2 separate regions of the Drosophila melanogaster genome follow, and region 1 is linked to region 2. Evidence: chromatin contacts called from public Hi-C data. All regions are on one chromosome and are shown on one strand. The core of a region is the stretch at or near the end of the contact, and the rest is flanking DNA. Distances in the headings are between cores, read along the strand shown. Region 1 holds the start of ATPsynC (ATP synthase, subunit C). Region 2 holds the start of Sap-r (Saposin-related).

Evidence for each region. A called contact is a pair of places that touch in the nucleus more often than the background predicts.
Region 1: a contact with region 2 is called in a Hi-C map of the Kc167 cell line, with 4 times the contacts expected there. The contact joins the promoter of ATPsynC here to the promoter of Sap-r in region 2. A contact is called at or near these places in 11 of 107 Hi-C or Micro-C datasets (the D17-c3 cell line, the Kc167 cell line, the S2 cell line and 4 more).

The regions. Positions count from the first base shown.
Region 1 is chr3R:31,217,262-31,222,889 of dm6, forward strand. ATPsynC (ATP synthase, subunit C) reads right to left here and starts at 2,369. Exons shown (of 4, transcript NM_143595.2): 1 at 2,275-2,369; 2 at 1,682-1,787; 3 at 479-683. The coding sequence starts at 1,729. It overlaps CG12054, which reads left to right and starts at 3,441. Exons shown (of 7, transcript NM_001260456.2): 1 at 3,441-3,581; 2 at 3,652-4,204. The coding sequence starts at 4,105. It overlaps mir-4949 (mir-4949 stem loop), which reads right to left and starts at 2,111; the gene lies at 2,013-2,111. It also overlaps RNaseP:RNA.
Region 2 is chr3R:30,885,148-30,890,679 of dm6, forward strand. Sap-r (Saposin-related) reads right to left here and starts at 3,915. Exons shown (of 7, transcript NM_079858.4): 1 at 3,738-3,915; 2 at 3,514-3,592; 3 at 1,475-1,757; 4 at 1-1,400. The coding sequence starts at 3,786.

The sequences.
Region 1 (5,628 bases), core at 1,119-3,618, 330 kb after region 2:
GGCATCTCCGGTTCTCGCCGAAGCTCGCAAGTGAGAAATGGAATTCGGACAATGGGGAATGGATGGGTCACCCTGACGCGCCTTTAGCTTCTTTCACCAGGTAGTCAGTCACAGATTAGTCTGAATTGAGTTCTGCCTTAGAGGCAGCAAGCACATCGCACTAAAAACGCTGGCCACGAAAGGTTTCAATGCCAACCAGGCGGCGGTCACCGGGGGCAACGGCAACACCTGGTAGCAGGATTTCTGGTACTTTCGCCCTGCAATCACACAGGTTTCCTGCTGGGAAATGAAGCCGCAACAAACAGCTGGCTCGGCCGATTCTCAGACCTTCCCGGGGCAATGGTTTGTGGAGTAATCAGATACTCGTTGTGTGGGCCCCAGATGCTAGTTTGCAACTGACTGGAGGAAAAGAAGCCCAAGGCGTCTGGGGATCCCCTCTGACTGAATGATGTAGGTGCCCAACGAAACCAATACATACCGGATCCAGCGACACCGACTGTTGCGGCACCAGCACCAATGAATTTGGCGGCCGAGTCAATGTCACGCGTGACTGGCGAGGTCTGGAATGACCTGATCTGTGGCAGCAATGCAACGGGGGTTGTGTTCTGAGCGGCCAAAGTCTGGCTCTGGCTGATGATGGCGCTGCTCAATGGTCGCAAGTACTGCTTGGAGTTGGCGAGGAACTAGAAAGGTAGATGAGCGTTCGTTGATTATATAAGCGGTATTCCACGCCGTGTGTACATTGCTTGAGATAAAGTTTCTGGCCGTGATAAGAGATATATTATGCATAAAATTCATAATATTTTACCTAACCCCCATTACCACTACTAATCTACTACTAATAGCTTATAGACAACAAAAATTGAGAATTGATTCATATAATCTTTTCATGGTTTATCATGTTTACCAATTCAATTTATAAGTATAGGAATGCTATGGAAAATGTTCCATAAATACCCGAAATTCCTTCACATCGTACTACAAGTAAGAACTATTTGTGTGTGAAATAGAAACTTAGTGCTTGGGCATTTAGATCACACATGACCGGATCTTGGCAAATACACTAATACTGCTGCTTAACCCTCGAGTGCCGACCAAGTTCATTGCTCTGCTGTAATGCCAAGTTATGCAATCGTTAAGTAATTTTCCCTCGATTGGCACTTTGGCTGCTGTGTTTGTTGTGCTTCAGAGGCTACTAGCATAGTTGTTGGTGGCCCGATATTAACAACTATAGTTTTATAAACAATGTCAATTATTGTCAATTTGTATTACCCCGCACCCCTCTCATTTTTCAACACCCTACTGGAAAGCTTTCGCCGGTTCTAACCTCAAAGACACACACCACAGACCTGAAAGCAGGTGTTATACAATGAAGGGATAGCCTTTGAAACTGCAAATAAAAGAACTCACTAAATTCTACGCACAGATGCTGAGCGATAATTCACAATTTCTCGCATTTAATTAGTAGATTCCACTGGGCGCACACATAACCTCAAAGTTATGCAACTGTGTGCCGTCCGTGTTTTCTCACCGCGGCCATTGGAAGTTCACCACGCCAGGGCGGCATTCAAATGGTTAGATCGGGAAAATCAATGCACTTTTCCGATAATTATGTAATTTCCTGCACATTTTAACTTTATCTCGCACAATTCGGACATAAAAATGGGGAAGGGGTACTTACGGCGCTCCTGGCAACTGGGGCAATGCGAGAGACTGTCGACACGAACATTTTCGGTTGAATTTCCTTTTTGTTTTGCTTACGACAAAATTGAAGCTAGCGCACGGCTCTGCAAAGATATAGACGGAGATATCGATTAGTTCTGGGCTGACTTTCTGTCCCAAGAATACATTGTATCAAGTCCCACGCCGCCTCAGAAAAGTTACGTAACATGCGGAAAATCTGCCCTCGCACCGGATTTTCACTCGACTCTCAGCTCGATCTGTGCTCAGTCATCAATTGAAACCGATTTGCTGGCTTTTCCTCTGCGAATTTGCCGATTTTCTAACTTTTCCAGTGACGCAACGACTCGAGGCACACACGCACACCACTGCAAAACCAGAATGGCACACGTGTGTGTGTGCGAGTGTGCCGCAAGATGGCGGCGCATTATCAAACACGTTTCGCACTTTAATTGGCGAAATTTCACACGATTCTTCACTAATTCCGCGTTTTTTGGCTATCTGAGGCGTTTGCACGGCTGTTACCCAACAGAGGGGTGCTGATAAGGGGGGTGCTCCGCCAGCGGACGGAAAAACCCGGAAAAAGCAACTCACTTCGAACGAACCCTTCACAACAGTAAAACGAATTTGACAATTTCGCTGACTTTTGGGGGGTGCTAAGTGTGGCCGTCAGCGGGAGCTGGGAAAAAGGACGATAGGTCGATTTAATACTGGAAAGTACCAGAAATACCATTTTGGTTGAGAACCCAATCCACGGTGCAAGTCCTGGCTACACATTTTCAGCAGAGACGCGCCCCAGGAGCGAGTCTTTGCTAGAATAGGAGGTTGCCCTTGCACAATAGGCGCAGTGTGACCATAACAGTAGTGGATACGTAGAATCAATTAAATAGCCCTTTCCCACGAAACTGCGTCTTTCTAATTTTGTTTATTTATTTATACTACAAATTAATAAAATAAAATCTTTGGCGAACGGTCCATAAAAACGGGTCATTCTGAAAATTTTTCAACCAGCAAATGCAATAGATAAATTAGATAATTAGATAATTAGATAAATTAGATAAGTTTTCAATGAATTTGGCAAGTGTAGGGCCAAATAAGTATGTATAATCGTTTGTGTTTTACATGCACATAATCTATTCTTTTATTTAACTACATACATATGTATTGTGAAATATATTTTTATCATCAATATAGTTGATGAAATTATGTATATAAAATATAACCAGACTTCAGTTGTAATAATATTCATCGTGCCCTAAGTTTCCCTGTCTTTTTAAAATATATTTGATGGGGTGGAAAATATTAAATTCATATGTAAAAATTATATATATGGTAACATTTTAATAAACCTTAGCTAAGCTTCAAGTATGCCTATCCCGAAATTGAAATAAAAGTGTAATTTTATATTATATATAATATATAATATAATATATAATTAATTATTATTTATTGTTTTCATTAATTTTTACGGAACTATATATACAAAAGGAAACGACTAGAGCCCTCTGGCATCTTTTCATAATTCTATACGCAATAAACAATATAAAATTTTTTATTTATTTCTTGTAATAATTTCTTATGGAATAATGCCTTAGTAAATAACTAGAGCCGGCCGGCATATTTTCATCGAAATATAAGTTTGTATTCTCAAAATATTTAATGTTCTATAGGAAGGTGTATCTGCTAGACTTAAATTAGTTAGGAGGGTGCACTCGCTAAGAGCCCGAGAATGCAGTGCAGCCCTGGTACGTGCAAACTCACCACAGTCACGCACACCACCACAAACGCAGCGTTACGCGTCGTTCGACGTCGGTGTTTGTGTCTACGTCACGTCGGCTTAAATTATGTTTTAATTACCCAGCGGCAACTGCGAATGCAACTGAATCGAAGCACAGAATGCTGTAAGTAAATATAATACTGATGCTAATTTGAAGTCAGTTAAACCCAGTTACGCCCCCCAAAATGTTGCAGCCCTCAATTGCATAACATCACTTGCGCATGAGTGTGTGCGTGTGTGAGGAAACGCCAGAGGAGCGAAACACACCACACCGAACAGCGGCGTAGGGAAAGAGACGGCAGAAGCAGCTGAATTGCAGTACAAGCAGGGTTCATCGCTAACAAAAAAACAAGCCATGTACTCCTGCTGAATTTCGAAAGCGACTTATTATCGCCTGATTACCAACGAACAGTATTCGCCCGATCAAACGCCACATAACCCCCTAAACTCACCACAGCACATTGGAAGTGGGTGGGAGTCGCCGCTAAGCTGAAATTGCAGCCCTGGAAATGGACGTTTCGGTGCAGTGCTGACCTGGCCACACTGACCAGCCCCCGATTTAGTTGCTGTTTTTTTACATAACTCGCCACATTCGTTCTCTTCGGAATACGTGATATATATATATATATGATAATACGATATATATTATGGCCGTTTTCCTGATCAACGTCTGCAAGTACAATGGCTGCGGCATCACGTTTCCGAGCTTGAGCGATCTGATTTCCCACATCGAGGACACCCACATAGGTGAGACGGGTCGTAAACACCGTAAATATCGCTATCATTTGACCGTCGCGTGATGTTCTCGGTGTGTTTTGTTTATTTTATTTACTCGCCGCGGCATAAATAAAAAAACAAATCGGATCGCAGCGGGGCAGAGGTGTGCGAGTTCGTCAGTGTGTGAGTGCGTGAACGGCTTCGTGGTGAATTGGATGTTGTTTCTACGATATGATTTGCAGTTTGCATTCGGCATTTATTGCACTTAAAGGCAAAATCGATGCTGGAAGCCTGGAAATGGCTACCTGTGCCCACACACACCGCTGCACGCCGCACACACACGCCCTGTTTTCCAGGCGCGTACAGCATTCGTTGATCGGTGCGCTGGCTGGAAAGTGCGGGTGCGAGCGAGAGCGCAGCACAAGCAAAACAAAAGCAAAAAAGCCGGTGATCCATTCAAAACCCCGCCTGTCTGTGTGTGTGCGTGCGTGTGTGTTTGGAAGGCCAGCACAGCATCTAGTTGTTGTTTGCGGTGTAGTGGAAACCGGCGAGTTGAGCGCCCTTTTTTTGACCTGTCCGCATGGCTTGGCTTGGGTTCGGCTGTTTCTGGCGTTCGTTTCCATGGCAGGTGTATCCGCATCCGGTAATCGGAGTTGGAACTTAGAAGTTGGAGGAGATGCGCTTCTTGTCTGCCCCATGCGCCTTCCCCCTCCGCTCATACCACGCACTCACAATCACAATCGATACTTGAACTTTCCCGTCCACGTGACTCCCGTGGGCTTCCAATTAATCATTTCCACGGTGTGTGTTTACCGGCTGAAATAAACAAATTCTAATTTTAGTGATTGTATGGCGAGGGGCGGGGTTTTCGAGGGCGAAAAATCAATAGAGTTAAGCTCAGTAGTGTTGCCGCATTACGAAAACGGGGGTTTGGGGGTGGTTTAACCGTTAACGGGCTTTATTTATGCCGAACATGCCGTGCGTCTTACACTGAGAGTTATTTTTATGTATGTACGTTTGTATGGTTGACTCTTTTTGCTTTTAGAATGAGGTACTTTTTAAAGGTCGTGTAATTTATTTACAAAAACACATAAAATTAACGAGTGAGATCACCATTCATCCAAGTCAATGCATTTTCATGCTTTAGGGGCAATGTAAAGTGGTGATTGCAGAGCTCGCCTACTTTGTAAGCTGTACGTACACACGTTATTTAATTACCCTTTGCACTTCAATTTTTCTCTGTGCACAATCAGGCTCTCTTACACACGCGTAGAGAGAGGGGTTGGAAAGAGAAAGCAGAGGGGTTGCTCAGCTGACGATTACGTTGGCAGCTGTTTTGTTGTTGCCACTGCTGCGTGATAACGGTCAACACACACACACGCACACTTGAACATATAAAATGGCTGCCCGGGCAGGCTTTCCCACCTAGCCACCACCCCCTTTTGCGTCCCGGG
Region 2 (5,532 bases), core at 2,665-5,164:
CAGATCTCCTGCGGCTTAAAATCTGTGATCAGCATGTCGATCAGCTCATTGGAATAGGTGTTCACGAAGTCTACGCATTCTTCCTTTATCTCGTTGGGCAGATGGCTGCAAAGGCCATTCAGAACCTTTTTGATATTATCCTTGGACTTGTTGTCGCGGATCTTCATCTGGGCCTGCTCAACGGCAAAGAGGCACAGAGGGCAAGTTGGGGGATCCTGCTCATCGCTGGCTGGCTGGGGATTGAACACTTCGACATCTTCCTTCTTGGGCAGATTCTTCGGGCACATCTGCATGAGGGGGCACACGTCACGAGGATTCAGTCCTTGGACGAGCAGAGCTATCACAGCATCGCCATACATCTCCACGAAGTTGCGGCATTGACCGGCAACTCCCGAGGGCAGTTTGGCGCAGATGTTCTCCACGGTGTGCTTGATCTCGTCATCCGTGGAGGGGGTAGCCAGAGTCTCCTGAATGAAATGCAGCATGTACTCACACAGGGTGCACAGCTCTCCACCCTCGACCAAAGCTCCGGGATTAGCTGCACCCATTAGGTGATCAATGGGCAGCTGCATGTCCAGGATCTCTTGCTGGCTGAACTTCGGCTCACTGGCGCCCAGTTGCTTCTTCTCGTGCTTCTCCAGCTTCTCGATGGTGATCTTTACCTGAGCCGGCTCAATAACAGGCAGCAGCGGCATGATTGGGACATCCTTCATCGAGGAGGCGGAGTTCTTCTGGCAAATGCCGATCATGCAGCAGGCTCCATTGGCATCTAACTTGCTGACCAGAGTCTCGTAAATCACATGGTAGTATTGGTCAACAATGCTAAGGCACTCGTCCTTGAATCCCTTTGACTGCTTGCAGAATCCTTCCATAACTTGCTTGAACTCCGTTTCAGTGGTGTTGGCCACCAAGACGTCGCGAAGGTGCTTTACTAGTTGCTCGCATAGTTCGCATGGAATATCATCGCCGGCATCCAAGGCAACTAAGGCTTCTTGCGGTTGCTTTTCCTCTTCATGCTGGTGATATCTGGAGGCACACACTCCGGACACATGGCACACGGCATCCGTGGTCAAGTGCTTGCTCACATGGTCGTAGATATCATTAAAATAGGTGAGCACAATGTTGGCACAGGCGTCTGAGAAACTAGATAGCGATCCGCACATATGAAGCATCGTTTCCACCATGTCATCGCGATCGGTAGCCGCAAATTTCGAGTGCATCAGGCGGGAAAGCAGGTTGCAGTTGCCGCAGGAAAGTTGGTTAGGCTGCATGGCCAACTCGGTCTCCTCGGAGCTGTCATCTTCATTCTGGACGGTTCCATCAAGACCAGCCTGAATGCCGTTCTTATACAATTCGTCGATGCGAGCACTGTTGCAAAGTCCGGCCACAGAGCAAACTTGCTGAGGATTGAAGGGAAACATTTTATATATCAATAAAAGGTTTAGGAGGATGTGTTGTAGAGGTGAAAACTCACATCTGGATTCATCTGCGAGGCCAGGGCCTCGACCAACTCGGGCAGGAAGTCATCGGCCACCTTGATGCACTCCTTCTGGATCGGCTTGATCGGAATCAGCTTGCAGGAGCCCTCGAAGACCTCCTTCAGCTCCTCCTCTGTCTGGTTGCTCTTCAGCTGGTCGCGGGCCTGAGTAACCATGTCCTTGCATATCGTGCAGATGGAGTCCGTGTCCACCGGCACCTTTTGGGTTTCCCAAACGGTTTGGATGCAGTGGCGGGTGGCACGACATTCCTTGGAGTTGCTGGAAAGGAAGCAGACATAAAGTTAGCAAACTTTTTTTTTGCTGTTAAGATAAACCCATCAGAGTAAGCAGTCGGATACTAAGCTGATTGTGCGAAATGCCGCTGTTCGGATCAAATGACCCGCATTCGTAATCGAGTGGCCAAGCCAGAATCGACGAGTCAGCAAAGACCAGAGTCCACTAAAAAGGGAGTAGTCCCCTATCCACTTTAAGAATGCACCCACAGCTCACATGATAATGTTGGGTCTTCAATGAATACAACGAAGCATTGGACTGGTAATAATTTTGATTTTTGAACATCCGAGACGGAACGAAATGGTTTAATAATCATCAAACTTATGCTGACTAAATCAAAGCCCATATCATCTCATATAAGCAAATAGCATTTAAAGCACAACACTTTGATGGAAAGTAACCCTATATTTGTTCAATATAAATCGATTTGACTGATTCGAACGGAAAGTGCTAATTTCCATTAACATGAAGAGACGCCTGCGGTGGAATCGCCAGGAATACCAAACAAAAGCGTCTAAATAGCAAAAAATCAGCACTGATAAGCACGGAAATAAACAGTACATATGTATGAATGATATATCTGGACGTATCCACGTATATATTATTCACTTGGCTGCGCATTCACAGATATTGTTTTCTGAATTTTCAACAGCAATGGCGACGTTTTTAATTTTTGACACTCTGCAATTGAGAAACAAAGAAACGGTTAAGAGCCAGAAATGGCGGATTTTCCTGGCCATTTAAAAATAAATCAATCAATAAACAAAGGAATTACGACTAGCGATAAGCGATGGATGGGTGCTTAACAAATGTTTTCAGTTGCCTATTGATCGCTTTTACTCTATTAATGATGCAGTCCATGTAAATGTTTTCAAGTTTATCTTGGTGTAACATACATACATATGTACGTACAGTATAGCTTCTGTAAGGTGATCCTTTGTGGCCGCAATGTAATATCACTCCATTGAGGAATTTACAATTGTGAGTATGGCTAAGATAAGGGTTTCAAGTGCATTGTGATTGTGTTAAGGCTTAGAAGTTGCACTTTCGGATGTTCCCCTGTACTCATCATACGCCTGAGGGATTAGTCAGAATTCGTTGATAAGGAACAACTGTTGCCGCCTACAGCGAATTAACAATGATAAACAAAGCAATCATGTGGTTTGTTTGGCGGTGCACAGAAAAGGGAGCTGTGTCAAAACGATCTGCTCCTCTGGATTACTCATGCATATAATCGGTGTCGATAAAGTTGTGCCCCCTACGAGCGCTTAACTCTGCCGTCTAAATGTTCCGACTGGCGGTACTGTTAATTTGATTTGTACAGCGAATGTGCAGACAAAGGAAATCCAGAAATATGGGATATGAAGGCAGAGAGTATTGCGAAAAGTGCACTCAGAGAAAACATCGAGTCTGTAAAACAATACAACGCAAAATAAGGGGACGCAATTAGAGCGGCACTAGTGTTAAGTTTGCAATAACAGGGGTTATCGGCGAATAGAGCTATGTAGAGCAAAGTGATTCGATTCCCGATTCGAGTGATAGTCTTATCGGCCGAGAACAAAACAGAACAGACGAGTCTTCGCTGCAAACAATGGGCAAGTGAGGCGGAGAAGTAATATCGCTATTTGGAGGGGGGTTAAGAGAGGTTAGCTTTTCGCCTTCGAGAACTTTGTGGTGTTCGATGACCAAGCGATTTATCCGAATATACCGTTTATTGTATCACCCACTTTTTTGCACTCACCTGAAATTTCCGCACCAGTAGGAGGGTCCCCAGGTGCACTTGCTGGAGCCCAAAAGGGGCGTGGCAGCGGCGAAGACGCCTGCAAGAAAGCAAACAAACAAAGAGAGCAACGGTTGAGGAACAGAGTGCACAGCACGAATACGCAATAAGCTATGACTAAACTATTATTGTGGTTCCCTTTCAACGTCGCTTTTCGCACTTCTCTCCATCTCTTCTCCACTCACCAAAGGCGCAGCACAGTGCCAAAACGGCCAAGAGGCCTGCTCTCTCCATTTTCCCGGTTTTAACTGTACTTCTTAAATGTCGGCGGAGATAGTCCTCTATTTGCAGCTACGTATTTATTTCTGAACGAAAACTGAAGTGCAATTGCAACGATTGGTTCAATTTTTTATTTGTCTGTAGTGTGGCCGCCGTCTGTTTCGTCAAATATATACCGTAGCGATATAATAGTGCGACCAGTCAGCGATTGAATTATTGTTAAATTTATTTAACGATACTTATGGAGCAAGACTTGGATAATGCTTTTAGCATAAAACCAACCCAGTGTATACTTAGCAATCAGGGGGGAGCATGGACTCGAACCGCACTCTGTTAATAACAGAGATCTGTTTTTGCCTTTCAAAAAGCCATAAAAACCTCCGAGGAAGCTATCATAAAATGGGGTCAGCAAATCATTAAACTTAAAATGGTATAATAAACAATTAAGTAACCGATATGAAACTATTAGATTTGGGCCACCTTTCTATAGGGTGTTAAGTACATGGAGTACTTGAATACGTTGTCCTTCAAATTATAACTTCAATTATCGTAGAAGAAAATTATTGCTCCTAAAGTCGGAACAATTTATTAAATCACTCACTCAATCAACAAACAAAGCCTTCGCCACCCGCAAATGCCTCACAATGTATTTATAATCGATTGCAATCCGCAGATTTAATTACATATTGCCGCGACGAAACTATGACAATAACCATCAGCGATGTTCTTGAACTTAGCGCGGTTATTAATACGCCCCTTTTTGCCCAGCCCCATCGCTTAACCCCCCTTTGGCCAACTTGGCCAACTGTGCGACGTGAACTGGCAGGCACATGATTAAATTCTATTGTAATTGCGGGTTAATTGATGTGAGCCTGCCCAGATGTAAAGCTCGCAGGCATAAATGTTGGGGAAAATGCATCTCACTCGTAATGGCCGGCTAGTAGATTTTTCTCGCGATGCCTATCGGCGTGTAATTCTCGATTCCGAGGTGCGTATCAAGATCTGTGTGAGAATCGTCTGAAGATACATTCGCAAAGAATGCCAGACACATTCTCACAGCGATTGAAAGTCGAGGTCATCTGGTGGTGTTTGCCCAACGAAATGCCAAATGCAAGCGCCGATCCGGCCAATACGGCCATAACATGGCTATATCTGTGTCAAAACCAACGATTTGGCTGTTCAGGGGCTTAGAAGGAAACCTGAAACCTGTCGTGTTGACCGTGGATTGCAACGCCTGCCGTGCATTTCGGTTCTTTGACGGAGATTAACCCACTGAGACCTTGCTGAAATACTTGGTACTTAGAACCAAAAATTGTGGAAATATTAAATTGCACTCGATTAAATAGGAATTGAATTTAAGGTTTATGTGACCTTAGGCGAGGTACCATGGGGTAGTAGAGGGTTAATTGCAGCCAGACACTGCACTTGACACTTGAAGTCTGGCTGCGAGATTGATATTATGGCAATTGAGTGGACCGCCGCCAAAGAACAAGTAATCAAGTTCAGCAGTGAAGGAAATTTAGGCAATTAACACGCTTATAAGTGAAGCAGTAAATCATTGGACTAACGTTTAATTTCGGAGTTTCAAGAGCGAGATAATTTTCTGCTTTTATCCGCTTTTTTATGTCATTCATAAATTTGTTTACTCTAGAAGCGACTGCTTGTTTGGGTCTTTGAATTCAGCCAAGCCAAGTTATAGTCGGACAAAGTACAAAGTACGCCTTTTATTCCCTCCCAATTAACTTGGTCAAAAATCAGGTT